2 separate regions of the Mus musculus genome follow, and region 2 is linked to region 1. A link is a contact called in public HiChIP or PLAC-seq data. All regions are on one chromosome and are shown on one strand. The core of a region is the stretch at or near the end of the contact, and the rest is flanking DNA. Distances in the headings are between cores, read along the strand shown. Region 1 has its middle 62 kb from the start of Ext1. Region 2 overlaps Samd12 (sterile alpha motif domain containing 12).

The links. HiChIP or PLAC-seq counts read pairs in DNA pulled down with a chosen protein or histone mark.
Region 2: an H3K27ac HiChIP or PLAC-seq map of large pre-B cells shows a contact between it and region 1, with 2.9 times the contacts expected there. The contact joins two enhancer-like sites. A contact is called at or near these places in 1 of 484 Hi-C or Micro-C datasets (bone marrow-derived dendritic cells), 1 of 115 datasets of contacts at active chromatin or transcription factors (large pre-B cells) and 1 of 9 other capture datasets (embryonic stem cells).

The regions. Positions count from the first base shown.
Region 1 is chr15:53,404,560-53,412,048 of GRCm38.p6, reverse strand. It overlaps a transcript of Samd12 not described here. Among named protein-coding and RNA genes, the nearest start is that of Ext1, 62 kb to the right of the region's middle. Within about 2 kb of position 2,653, at least 19 of the 459 cell types and tissues checked have an H3K27ac peak or open chromatin away from gene starts, as enhancers often do.
Region 2 is chr15:53,664,450-53,671,938 of GRCm38.p6, reverse strand. The region is part of intron 3 of Samd12 (sterile alpha motif domain containing 12); the gene reads left to right. Among named protein-coding and RNA genes, the nearest start is that of Mir28c, 54 kb to the right of the region's middle. Within about 2 kb of position 3,393, at least 10 of the 459 cell types and tissues checked have an H3K27ac peak or open chromatin away from gene starts, as enhancers often do.

The sequences.
Region 1 (7,489 bases), core at 1,404-3,903:
GGTTTTTGAAATGAAATCCATTCTTGAGAGCATTAACTAGGCCAAAAACTATAGCTAGCTAGATCATACACCCCAGGGGAGAGCTTAATGCTTAATACTGTGTTAAATCAAGTTAGGAATAATCTGACCCCCATGCTCTTAACTTTATACACACAGATAAATACGCCTCTCAACCTTCATCAGAGACAATTATTCTTGTAGTAGATAACAATTAAAACAAAGACTCTGCATGGTGTACAGAGAAAAAGAGACTGTGGAAGTACTCAGCATTAAATAAGACATCTACATCACAGACCCCTCTCCAAGGCTCAAAGTTTGGGGAAGAGAGGACCAAATGGTTGTAAGAGCCAGATGTTGTGGGTGGACATCTCCAGCAAAACAGTATTTACCACACATTACAGGGCATACACACATGAGCTCACAGTGCCTGAAGCTGAATGCACAGAACTTCACAAGATCAAGGCAGCCACAAATTTCAGTATGGGTTGGGGTGGGTCTCATGAAGTCCTATCCCTAGTTGAAGAGCTATTGGCAATTGGTAGCTACTAAGGGAAGGAAAATCAGTGTTTTTCAGGGATGAGGTTCCATGTTCTAGTCGATGGTCCTAAACCCACGCACATACAAAGAACACTAAGTAAATTCGGTGCATATTATACACGCATGCGCACACACACAAACTTATATATAATTAACATGAATTTAGGAGGGAAAAGTATGAAGTGATATGGTGAATAAGAAGAAAGGGAGTGATCTGGGTTTGATCACAACACATTAGAAGCACGTATGAAATTCATCAACAAAAAAGTACATTAAGGGTCTGGAGAGATGACTCAGCAGTTAAGAGCACTGACTGCTCTTCCAGAGGGCCTGAGTTCAATTCCAGGCAACCACATGGTGGCTCACAACCATCTGTAATCAGATCTGATACCCTCTTCTATTGTGTCTGAGGATAGTTACAATGTACTCACATACTTTAAATAAACAAATCTTAAAAAAAAAAGTACATTAAAATTTCAGAATAAAAAAAAAAAAACCTTTTCACTGAACATTCATTTGTGCTATTTTTGATTCTCTCCAGTGCATAGATTATCATCTCATTGATAAAGAAAAGCTTCCTATGGGGGCAAAAACAGTCTCCTACAGGAAAAATAAGTAAAAATAAGACTGGTTTCCATAAGTAAATGATTCTTGTTTACTAAGATTTTTCTGCATATTTATGAAGCTATACCAAACTAGCAGGTAAAGCTTTAGACTAGGTACAAAAGATGATGTGAGGAAATATTTTACACTATGGACTTTTGTCATGTTTAGTTATATAGTGAAGAATGACTAATATAACGCATTAAGGAAAAGGAGGAGTGACCTGTTAGACTCCCTTACCAATCCTGTCAGCCTGCCTAAGGTAGGAGGCTTTTTAATCACTGGTGGCTCTAGATAGCAGCTGCACTTGGCAAGATCGAAGTCAAATGTAGTCACATTCATTATGTGACCCTTCATAGATTTTCAGCTACCATTTAAAAAATCTGGTTTTGATAATGAATGGAGCTATGCCCTGCTTTATAGCAGAACAGAAATCCACTACCAGCGGTGCACTTTTCCAAGTCTTAATTACTCCTAAATCAAGAAATTCTTGTTATTTTAAGTCTCAAATTCTTATTCCAATACTAAATTTTAAAACTTTTACCTAGGCTAGGTAAGAAGTTAGGAGGTGGGGCTGTCTCATTTTGTTTTCCTAAGGATTTCTGCTCCTAATTTTAAATTCTTGGAGACAAGTATTAAGTAGACCTTTGACCTTTCTTTCTCTAGGTAAACAACACAAACTCATTTAAGTTCTCCCAGAGGTTCTGTTTGCCAATTATTTGGCCATCTCCCTGATATTTTCCAAATGCTTTCTGCTCTGTTATATTTCTTCTTCTAAGCTAAAAAACAAAACAAAACAAAAACAAACAAACAAACAAAAACAAAAAAACAAAAATTCAGCATGGTCTTTATGTCCCAGTTGGTGCCAAGTAGTAATCATTTGCCCTTGGGTCGATCTTTGAGAAAGTATCAACCAGACTTCTCAGAGTTGACATTCAGGGCTGTGGAGAAGGGTCTGTCTCTGTTCAGTTTCCCCAGACTCCGCTGACACCTCAAATACTTGCTGTTAGTTTTAAGGCTTCAAAATCTTAATCTATATTTTGTCTCTTCTATAATGACTCCAAGATGTTAATTGTTCTTTATATTTTTATTCTTTCTGCTAAGACTGTGTTGCAAATAATCTAGATCTATGCTTTCTAAATATATGGAAGATCATATAGTGTACTCAGACTGGACATATACCATTCTACAATACTAAACATGGTATTCAACTAATTGTTTCCCAAAACTGATGCAAAGATAAAACAGAAAACAAAACAAAACAAAAAAAGGGGGCAAAATTTCTGTAAAAATGTGCCCCCAAATGGATGAGAAACCTAAGAAAAGCTATGGCCATAATAAAGACTCATGTTTATTGAATGCTAATACTGTTCTGGGCACTATGTTGTGTTCATTTCTTACATTAGATTCTTTAAAGGAAGACTAATAGACAAGGAATTGATATAGATCATTTATTAAGGGCAGCTCAGTAAAGAAAGAGGAAGTAAAATAGGGGAAGTGTTAAACACTGAGCAAGGGGTGACCCTTTAAGAAGACTTGTATAAGACACCATCAGGTTTGAGGCCAGAGTTCAGTATTCCCCAGATAGGACCACTGTGTCTGTTCCATTGCTCTGGAGGTGAATGAGTTCCCATGCATATCCACCTCTGTGTGAACAGGCAAAGCAGCTCTAGCAGCTTAAGGAGAATCTTTTGGAAAGATGTCTAGGTAGACACCTTTGGAAGAACAAAGAGGCCAGATGCTTTCATTACCTTTCCATTGCTATGATAAGACACCATGACCAAGGTAACTTATAGAAGAAAGGGTTCATTTGGGGCTTACAGTTTCTGAGGGTTAGAGTCCATGATGTTCATGTTGAGGATATGAAGCACGACAGCAGGACAGGAATGTTGTTGAAGCAGTAGCTGAAAGCCTGCATCTTGATACACAAGTATGAGGCAGGGAAAGCTAATTGAAAATGGTATGGGCTTTTGAAACTTCAAAGCACATCCCTAGTAACCTACTTCTTCCAACAAGGCCACACTTCCCTATCCTTCCCAAAGAGTTCCACTAACTGGAGACTAACTACTCAAATAAATAGTCCTATGAGGACCATTCTCATTCTGATGATCATACCAAGTACACTGATTAGTTTCCGTGAATTTGACACAAACTTAGACATATCTTGGAAAATGGGATCATAACTGATTAAGTGCCTGTATAAGATTAGCCTATAGGCAAGTGTGAAAGGTATTTTCTTGATTAATAATTGATGTGGAAGAGGCTGGCCTACTGTGGATAGTGGCATACCTGGGCATAGATGGTCATGGGGTGGCAGTTTATTTCTGGAACATGAGGACCTTAGTTGTATGACTGTTTTAGTTAGAATTTCTATGTTGGATAAAACACAAGAGTCGAAAAACAAATCAGAGAGGGAAGGGTTTATGTAGTTTATACTTGAACTCTGTAGTCCATCATTGAAAGAAGCCAGGACAGGAACTCAAAAAGGACAGGATCCTGGAGGCAAGACCTGATGCAGAAGTCACAGAGAGGAGCTGCTCACTGGCTTGCTCCTTGTGGCTTGCTTAACCTGCTTTCCTATAAAATACAGGACCACTAACTCAAGGGTGACCCCACCTACAATGGGCTGGGCATTCTTCCATCAATCACTAATTAAGAAAATGCCTCCACAGCACCCAGAGGAGGCTCCACTACCAGGCGTTCTAGCACTCCCAGGATTGTAGGATCGGGGTGAGTAGGACACAACATCTGTTCCAAAACAACCAGGACTAACTGGAACCAACAGGATCCAGGATCAGGAACCCCAACCGACCAGTGCCATGGGTTCCATCTGGTCTGTGCAGATTTACCTTGGGAGTGAACTCTACAGCCAGTCTCACAGCACCCAGAGAAGGCTCAAATTCCAGTCAATCTAATACACCCAGGATCACAGGATCATAGGATCCCTGGAGCTTGGTCACACCTGGTTCTCAGGGTCCCAGAGGCAGCTTGCATCCCAAGAACTCTGACACACCCAGAATCTCAAGATCACAAGATCTAGGAATCACAGGGTCACAGAGACAGCTGGACTCTGAGGAGCTCTGACAAAACCAGGACTAAAGGAAGACAAACTCCAGTTATATATAGCAAGGGCAGGGGGCACTTGAGATAATGAGATGGTGGGAGGCAAGCATAAGAACATAAGCAACAGAAACCAAGGTTACTTGGCATAATCAGAACCCAATTCTCCCACCATAGTAAGTCCTGGATACACCATCACAAAAGCAAGATTCAGATCTAAAGTCATTTCTTATGAAGATGATAAAGGACTTGACACAACAGTCAAAGAAAATGCAAAATGCAAAAAGATCCTAACCCAAAACATCCAGGAAATCCAGGACACAATGAGAAGAACCTATACCTAAGGATAATAGGTATAGAAAAGAGCGAAAATTCCCATCTTAAAAGGCCAGTAAATATCTTCAACAAAATTATAAAAGAAAACTTAACTAACCTAAAGAAGGAGATGCCCATGAACATACAAGAAGCCTACAGAACTCCAAATATACTGGACCAGAAAAGAAATTCCTCCCATCACATAATGATCAAAACAACAAATGCACTAAACAAAGAAAGAATATTAAAAGCAGTAAGGGAACAAGGTCAGGTAACAAATGAAGGCAGACCTATCAGAATTACACCAGGCTTCTCACCAGAGACTATGAAAGCTAGAAGATCCTGGGCAGGTGTCATACAGACCCTAAGAGAACACAAATGCCAGTCAAGGCTACTATACCAGCAAAACTCTCAATTACCATAGACAGAGAAACCAAGATATTCCATGACAAAAACAAATTTACACAGTATCTTTCCATAAATCCAGCCCTACAAATGATAATAGATGGAAAACACCAAAAGGAGGGAAACTACACCCTAGAAAAATCAAGAAAGTAATCTTCATCAAACCCAAAAGAAGATAGCCACACAAACATAATTCCACCTCTAACAACAAAAATAACAGGATAAACCATGCACCCTATCAGATCACCACAGACTAAGGCAAGTCTTAAATACCAACAAGAACAATAGAAAGCACATATACACATGGAAGCTGAACAATACTCTACTCAATGATAACTTGGTCAATGAAGAACTAAAGAAATTAAAGGCCTTTTAGAATTTAATGAAAATGAAGAAACATCATACCAAAACTTATGGGATACAATGAAAGCAGTGGTAAGAGGAAAACTCATAGCTCTAAGTGCCCCCAAAACGAAACTGAAGAGAGCCAGGCATGGTGGCGCACGCCTTTAATCCCAGCAATCGGGAGGCAGAGGCAGGCAGATTTCTGAGTTCGAGGCCAGCCTGGTCTACAAAGTGAGTTCCAGGACAGCCAGGGCTATACAGAGAAACCCTGTCTCAAAAAATCAAAAAAGAAAAAATAAAGAGATTTGTTTGGTGTCTCAAAAAGAAAAGAAAAAGAAAAAAAGAAAGAAAGAAAGAAAGAAACTGAAGAGAGCTTACACTAGCAGCTTGACAGCACACCTGAAAGCTCTGGAACAAAAGAAGCAAATACACCCAAGAGAAGTACCCAGCAGGAAATAATCAAACTCAAGGCTGAAATCAACCAAATAGAAACAAAAAGAACTATATAAGGAATCAACAAAACCAGGAGCTGGATCTTTGAGAAAATCAGCAAAATAGATAAACCCTTAACCAGACTAACCAGAGGGCATAGAGACAGTATCCAAATTAATAAAATCATAAATGAAAAGGGAGACATAACAACGGAAAACATAGAAATTTTAAAAATCATCAGAACCTACTACAAAAGTTAATACTCAACTAAATTGGAAAATCTGGATGAAATGGACAAGTTTCTAGACACATACAAGGTGCCAAAGTTAAAACAGGATCAGATAAATCATCTAAACGTCCCATACCCCCTAAAGAAATAGAAGCAGTCATTAATAGTCTCCCAACCAAATAAAGTTCAGGACCAGATGGGTTTAGTGCAGACTTCTATCAGACCTTCAAAGAAGACCTAATTCCAATTCTCCTCAAACTATTCCACAAAAGAGAAACAGAAGCTACTCTACCCAAGTCATTCTATGAAGCCACAATTATGCTTATACCTAAACCACACAAAGGGAACTTCAGACCAATCTCTCTTAGGAACATTAATGCAAAAATACTCAATAAAATTCTTGCCAACCGAATCCAAGAACACATCAAAATCATCATTCACCACAATCAAGTAGGCTTCATCCAAGAAATGCAGAGATGGTTCAATATACGGAAATCCACTATCAATGTAATCCACTATATAAACAAACTAAAAAAAAAAAAAACGAAAACAAAACAAAAAAACCCACATGATCATTTCATTAGATGTTGAAAAAGCATTTGACAAAATTCAGCATCCCTTCATGTTAAAAATCTTGGAAAGATCAGGAATTAAAGGCCCATACCTAAACAGAGTAAAAACAATATACAACAAACCAGTAGCCAGCATCACACTGAGTGGAGAGAAACTTGAAGCAGTTCCACTAAAATCAGGGACTAGACAAGGCTACCCACTCTCTCCCTATCTAGTCAATATAGTACTTGAAGTTCTAGCTAGGGCAATTAGACAAGAAAATGAGGTCAAAGGGATACCAATTGGAAAGGAATAAGTCAATATATCACTATTTGCAGATAATATGATTGTATACTTCAATGACTCCAAAAATTCCACCAGAAAACTCCTAATCCTGATAAACAACTTCAGCAAAGTGGCTGGATATCAAACTAACTCAAACAAATCAGTAGCCTTCCTCTACTCAAAGAATAAAGAGGCTGAAAAAAGTTAGGGAAACAACGCCATTCACAATAGTCACAAATAATATTACATAACTTGGTGTGACTCTAACCAATTAAGTGAAAGATCTGTATGACAAGAACTTCAAATCTCTGAAGAAAGAAAGCAAAGAAGATCTCAGAAGATGGAAAAGTCTCCTATGCTCATGGATTGGCAGGATTAATATAGTAAAAATGGCCATCTTGCCAAAAGCAATCTACAGATTCAATAGAATCCCCATGAAAATTTCAAATCAATTCTTCATAGAGTTAGAAAGAGCAATTTTCAAATTCATTTAGAATAACAAAAAACCTAGGATAGCAAAAACTATTCTCAACAATATAAGAACTTCTGGAGGAATCACCATCCCTGTAATATTGCTGTGATACAGAGCATTAGTGATACAAACTGCATGGTATTCGTACAAGACAGACAGGAAGATTAATGGAATAGAATTGAGGACCCAGAAATGAAACCACACACCTGTGGGCACTTGATCTTTGACAAGGGACCTAAAACCATCCAGTGGAA
Region 2 (7,489 bases), core at 2,144-4,643, 260 kb before region 1:
TGACTTCTAAAAGCTGAAATTCAATCAATTCATTCATTCTGCTGGCCAAAATTAAATTTTGGTTAACTTCCATTACTCTTACATTCACAAGGCCTTTCAAGATATCTCACCTGAAATGCTTTGTTATGTGCATTCAGATGTCCAAGATCAAATATAAGGAAGATTTTACTTGAACAAAAATGGAACCCCTGTCCTTCTATTTGTACATTTTTTTAGAGATTTATTTATTTATTTTATGTATATGAGTACACTGTCACTATCTTCAGACACAGCAGAAGACGGCATCAGATCCCATTACACATGGTTGTGAGCCACCTTGTAGTTGCTGGGAATTGAACTCAGCACCTCTGGAAGAGCATTCATTGCTCTTAACCACCAAGCCATCTCCCCAGCCCCATACACTTTCTTTTTCAGCTGTGTGTATCTCCAGTAACATCATTTCCCTCTCCTTTAAAACAGAGGTTAAGAATCTGCCCTGGCATGGTACCATGTATAAGTGGTTAAAAGTCTCTAACTGAGTTCTGTGATGGGTTGGCTCCCTGTCTACTCAAGTACTGTGACTGCATTCTGAGGATATCTGCCTTTTGGATTGGCATTTTAAGAAGCAGTTGGTTAAGAGCAGAGCAAACACCTGGGTCAGTGGTACCTCGCCAAAGGCAACTTTGTCCTCCAAGAGACACTTGCTAAGAATTAAGAGACATTTTTTAAATTAGTACAGATGGGAAGATATTATTAGATAAAAAGCCAGAGATTTTTGTCTGAGAGCATCCTAAACTACACAAGACAGCCACACTTCAAGTCACAGAAGTACCCAGCCCCAAAGGTTAATGGCTCTATACATATCATGATGTCTTTTCGATATTTTACATGTTAAAAACGTAGATTCAGTCTTGCTTCTTGTGAATGGTTTCCAGGGCTCCGTCAGCGTCCCTTTGTGTAGATGTCTGGCATAGTTTTGGTGTTACTTACCCAGCTCCCCTTATACTATGGAGTGACCATCACCTGAGGGAAGATTGAGGCTGTGCTCTGACATTGGCATGTATGTGCATACATTCTATTAACCCCAGCACACACATGTACACCTGCACACACACAAACATGAGCAAACAAAATAAAATAAATCTCTCCATTTTAAAATGAAGTCAAAGTTAGCTTACAACCAGGATTTAAATGTGACTTTGGCCATGGTACCATTTCACGTTAATTCATGCATTGAAACCAACATGCCCTGCACCTTGTCTTTTTAGTATAAAAAAAAGCTATGTGTTTGTCTATTGCAGCCATAACTGTGAGTAGAACATAAAGCAGGAGGCGATAGGTTTCCCACACGCTTCTTGGTAATTAATTTTAAAACATGCCAAGTGTGCAAGACATCACTCACCCGGTGACACTCCATCAACAAAGAATCCCACAACAATGCAGATGAATGCTGACAAATAACAGCAAATGTACCGCAGGGTTTGGTTTACCCATCAAAAGCAGAAAGGCCTTGAAGGCTATTTATTGCACCATGAATCTTCAGCTATAACCTCCATTAGGTTGGTATGAGACTTCCTTGCTTTAAAAGAAAAATGCTCTGAGGTCCAAGAGAAGTTATTACTGAGTCTTCTCAGAGACTAAAACAAACTCCCCAAAATAATATTTTAAGGAATTTTTAAAAATTAATTTTTGGAGAGGATTTGGTAACTGGGTCTGCAATTCGCAAAATAAAAATATTCAACTTTCCAAGAGGCTAAAAATAGCAGGACTGTGTTTTTACTCAGTTTAAAAGGTACCATAAGTAGTTTCTTTCTGAATTGATATTTTAGATGAGAATTAATACATTTCCAATTCCCTCCTATTAACATCATCAGCTCCTGAATATAGTCAGCCAAAAACTGTACTGTCTAAAACAGGCTTTCCACTGAAGACTGGTTAAAAAAATCAATGTTCAGTTCCCATCAGTCCAGCAAATTACTTACAGTAACCACAGTGCAATTTTCCATTAACCCTTCTCTTCCTCAGCCCAAAGAAAGACATGCAATTAACTGCCAATCACTCTGTGTCTCACTCTGTGAAGGGCCAGGCTAGGCAGTGGGCTATGCTCTGTTAGAAGTGAGAGGAGACATATTCGTCTTGCCTTCTTGCCAGGAAATGAGGTAATGGGTTGGCTGATCTTTGAGACCTTGCTTGTGCTGAGGGATTTGTTGTCACCTTAAAGAAATCAGGGACATTGGGCTGTGGGGTTAACATGAATATTGTTAAGGTATTTTGAAAAATCCTACTAAACACAGCATATCTAATTACAAAAAGATTAGTGACACCCCCTCTTATTAAGGCTAGACAAGGCAACCTTGTAGGAGAACAAGGGACCCAAAAGATGATTGAAATCCCTGGGAGGACTAACCTGCTTTGAAAGGAAACAGAGAAAGAATGGATGGGGCAGAAGGAATGGGAGGTAGAGGAGGTGGGAGACAGAGGTAGAGACAGAAAACTATGGGCGGGATGTAATATATGAGAGACTTAATTAATTTTTAAAATCCTAAAGGCCCTTAACTACTCTTGGTTATGGTGAACTGTTAATTTGTAACGGTCTTCATAGGCTGTAGTAGCACTCAGCCCTATCCCTACAGTTAGTTTTGTCCCTTAGTGGCAAAGCCACTAGAATTATTTTCCATTGAAAGAAGGAAGGGCATGTCAAGAGAACAGGGATGGAGAGTCAGCTATTGAAAGTTTCAACTCTGAGCCAAATGTGACCCATATACATGATTTGTTTGACTCCGCTAGTGTGGAAAACATGGGTAAATTTTAAATGGTTGGACTTCATAAAACTTGTGAATTTTCAGTTATTCAAAATTTAAAATAGAAGCAGAGGCACCAGTTGACCCATATTCTAACTGTACTTTTGCAGAGCAAAAAAAAAAAAAAAAAAAAAAAAAAAAAAGGATTAAAATGGCCTGTTTCAGGAGAAAAAAAAATCCAACTGTGCAGCCCAACTAATTTCAATGGTCCCTTTGAGCAGTTCTCCTCACACAATTGCATTATCCTGACAATCAACGCATTTGAGTTTGTGACCTCTGGAGTAATTGGATGAGGAGGACAGGGCGTGTAAAGCAGGTAGAAGTATATGTTCAAATTTAAGGTGAACTTCACATACTTTCTAAGGAATAATAATTAAAATGCCAATATTTTCCAGTGACTCACTTGTATAAAACATCAAAGCCCCATCATTTTTTACTCCCCTATACTAGACATCATTCCTTAAGATGGAATCACGGAATCAGTGACTTAGCTGACAGTTTCGCTGACAGTGACACATGAAGTAGCATCTGCCACTCACCATTAAGCCAGCCCAGCTTCCTCTCTCATCATATATTGACTTTTGTAACTGAGAAACTCAGGGTGTCTGACCTCAGGCAAGGCTGCATTCAGGAAATCAAATAACACTGTCTTCCTCCCTCCTCCACCCGCTTCCTCTCCTCTCATATTTCCCTTCTACTTTCTCAGCTTTGCTCACTGTTGACTTAATTCCCCAGCCAATTCTCTGCATATGACAACAGAGGCAGCCACTAACAGAAAATCTAGTATTATATTATACCTTGGGAGATGGTCCAAGAAGGAAAGAGAACTTTCCTCTTAGCAACCAGGCCTATTCCAGTAACGAACTTATGTATTTGCACTGTCTGGGTCACATCCACACAACATTAATTTAACAAACATTTATTTAGTTCCAGAATAGAGTCACAATCCCGTTAGGGACCCGAGAACATCAGGGGAGGCCCATATTCGCAGAGATTGCCATGCGGCAAGTTGTGTGAGGAAAATGGGAAATAAAAAATAATCACAATAAGTAAGAAAGTGATATTTTTCTTGAGAGCTGAAAAATACTACAGGGGAATTCGTTTTTAATCATCAGAAGTTTCCTCAAAGGAAAAAGAGGAGTTCCCAAAATATGGAAGAGCAAAGATAAGGAGGCCATATAGACAAAAACAAAGGAGGGGCTAATCTTGAGTGGGGCTTGGCTGCACAAATATCATTTCTTCTACCATTATGCTCTCTTTTACTGTGAGAGGGGGAAGGCTGAGCTTAAGATCTACCTGAGAGGCACAGAAGACCCACATGTGCCTGCCTTCCTTCCTTACCCCACATTCTCAGCAATGCAGAGTTTCTAGGAACTCCTTTCTGGCTCTAAGAGCCCATTTCCTGTGCCTTGACTTCTCTTCTGTCCGACTTAATGACTTAGTCACTTTATTTTGCTCAAAGTCCACTGAATTACCCTTAGGTGCCACTTATATGGGATCACAAAGAACCAGTCACTCGGGTGAAATTGATGTTTTTCACTGTCATCCTAGTTCACTGTAGGCGAGCACTGTGTTCCTAGTTCTTTGTAGAAGTTCAATCTGTGATATGCTTATAGTCTTTGAGAAACGAGTAGATGAATCTGTTGAATAGCAGCTGTCAAAGCTCACCCAACCCCCCACTCTCTATTTCATGGTGGTGGTGTGTTCATGATCCGTTCATGATCCCCCTTCTTCTACCCCACCCCCACCCCCCAGTGATAGTGACCATTCACAGACCCTCCAACTCAGCAAACTTTGTCCCTGTGCAAGAACGTGCAGAAATAGGTTTGGCGAATGTATTGGGTTCTTTGTTGGTTTTGTGACAAAATACTATGGTCAAAGCAACTTATAGAAAAAAGAGTATGTTTGAGAATTACCATTCCAGAGGAAAAAAAGAGTTCTTCACTATCATGTCAGAGAAGAGTGACGCAGGCAGGTATAAAGGGAGAACCATCTGAGAACCTCCATCTTTGTACCCCAAGCAAGAAACATAGATTGTAAACTGGGAGTAGTGTTTGGGTGTGAAACCTCAAAACCCACCTCCGATGGGCATATTTCCTCCAGCAAGGCTATACCTTTTAAAATTCCCCAAATTGTGTCACCAACTGGGGACCACATATTCAAATGCCAGAGCCTTGTGAGTAGGGGGAGATGGTATTCTTATTCAATCCACCGCAGGGAGGATGTGAGGTTCAGTTAGTTCTTATTCAATCTACCACAGGAAGGATGTGAGAAGCAGTCAGTTAGGGGATGCTGACAGCCTGGCCTTTCTCATATCTACAGCTTATTAATAAGACATAGAGCTTTTAGGTGTTGCATAGCTCTTAATCAGCCATAGATGAACATGTGCTTTCACGGAATCATTAAAAAACGAGATAATCTATGTAAAGCTCTTAGGATGGCATTTAACACATAGCAAATGTTTGCTATTGTTATCTCAGTCACATGAGAAGGAGCAGTCCCTTGAGTGTGATGAGATAGCAGCCAGCAAAGCATCTGTGACACTGGATTTGCATCATGCCAGCGGTTCCGAGTTACTGAGGATGCACATATGTCTAATTCCATTCTACTGCTGCAGTCTAGGGAGTAATGTGCTTTTCCATCTCGTTTTTGAAACGAAGGAAGCTAAGGCTCAGATAATGCTTTCCTAGGTATTAATCTCTATGTTTTAGCTCATAACCCCATGATTTTATTATTTTCTACTTTCTCTTTGTTTCTTGGCTCTAAAAATTCCCACTTTGAAGTTATGGACACCTGGTTTGTCTAAAGAATGCTGATTATATGGTCACCACACTGGTGTTCACACTGAATGGAGCTGAGGTTAGACCCAGGGACAGCTGGTTAGGACATAACATAGGATAATCCTTTCCTGAGAGTGGATTTGAACTAATTCTACTTAAACTAACTCAATACACACTGACCATTTGTTGGAGACTAGCTGGAGAATCATGCAGAAGAAAAGCTACCCTATAATTCAATCCATCTCCCAGGAAAAGTGACAGCGAGAAACCACTATAGAAACAAAGGCGAGGCCATACCGACAGCCCACCCTGACACTTCCAAATTCAACTACAGCATGGAATAGTTATCTTTAAAACCTGCGGTGGTATCTGGCATAATTGTCTATGAAGTGGATGGATACCAAGGATCAAGTGGGACGTGACAATCAGAGACACACCCAGACCTAAGTCTTTGCCTGAAGCCACTTTCACTAAGCTATGTGAACATGGAATCCTGTGCCATATGCAGAAGGATCTAGATTTCCTTTAAGTTTTAGTTGTCTGAATGGAGACCTGCAAAGACAGCAGTTCCTAATACTTGGCACTTGTCTTTATCGTCTAAGCCAAAGTCTTTGCAGCTATGAGTAAAGATTTCTATGTGAGCCAATTATCCCTGCCCATGCAGGTGGTACTACCACATATGTCATCCAAGGAGAAGTAAAGGTTTTTTGTTTTTGTTTTTTTTTTTTTGGTTTTTTTTTTTTTTTTTGGTTTTTCGAGACAGGGTTTCTCTATATAGCCCTGGCTGTCCTGGACCTCACTTTGTAGACCAGGCTGGACTCAAACTCAGAAATCCACCTGCCTCTGCCTCCTGAGTGCTGGGATTAAAGGTGTGTGCCACCATGCCCGGCATGTAAAGGTTTTATATATCATCAATGACAGCAAAAAATTATAGTGATATAGCCACAAGCAAAGAAACACTGGCATAGCTAAAATATTGAAGATCAGATATTGCCCTCTGTCAGCTTCTAGAGGGCATGTGACCCTACAACATGTTGGTTTTAGCCCAAGGAAATTCGTGTTGAGATTCTCATTTCCATATCTCTATGGGTTAAATTTCTGTTGTGTTAAGCCCCCATAGTCATAGTCATTTGGTGTAGCAACCAGAGAAATCTATATACTTGTTCCTTTACTTCGCTTGTCCTTTCTGCCCATTGACCCTTACTCAACTGAGCTGGTCATGGGTTGTCTGTCTAAACCCAGCACCATGCCCTCATCTGCGTTCAATCTGTGGGAAGGTCAGCTCTGCAGCCCGTTCTCTCTGTTCTTTTTGACAGCATGTGTTCATGTGCTCATCACCAACCAATGCATGTGTCACCTCCTACGATGGCCAGCGTCTCATGTTGGTTTTGTTTGACAGTTTCCAATCAAGTCCTTTATATCAGAGAAAACAATAATTTAAAGACCAGGAAATGGGAAGTCAACAGGATGTGGATAAAGAAGTCAACCTTAGCATTACTAAAAGAGTGCTGAAAATATGTATTTGTAAGTCCTATTATGTGCCAGCGTAGGAAACCTGACGGGTAAATTTATACAGTATTACAGTTCTCTGGAGAAACAGAACTAGAGACAGACAAGTGTATGTGTGTGTGTGTGTGTGTGTGTGTGTGTGTGTGTGGTACTCACATGTGTATGTACAGGTTGACAGACAGATAAAATAAATTGGTTCATGCGGTTATAGAAATTGCCAAATTAAAGTATCTGTGAAGTTCATGTTCTCCTTTGAGCCTAGAGGAAAGAGCTGCTCTGCATTATAGGAAGCAATCTGCCTTATCCATTCTGTCACTTGAAGCATCAGCCTCCGAGCCTACATGAAGAGGCTGTTGTGGGGGTAAGAACTGGGGAAGCACCTCGTGGTCAGCGTTTCTCTGCATTTTGGCCAGTTGATGC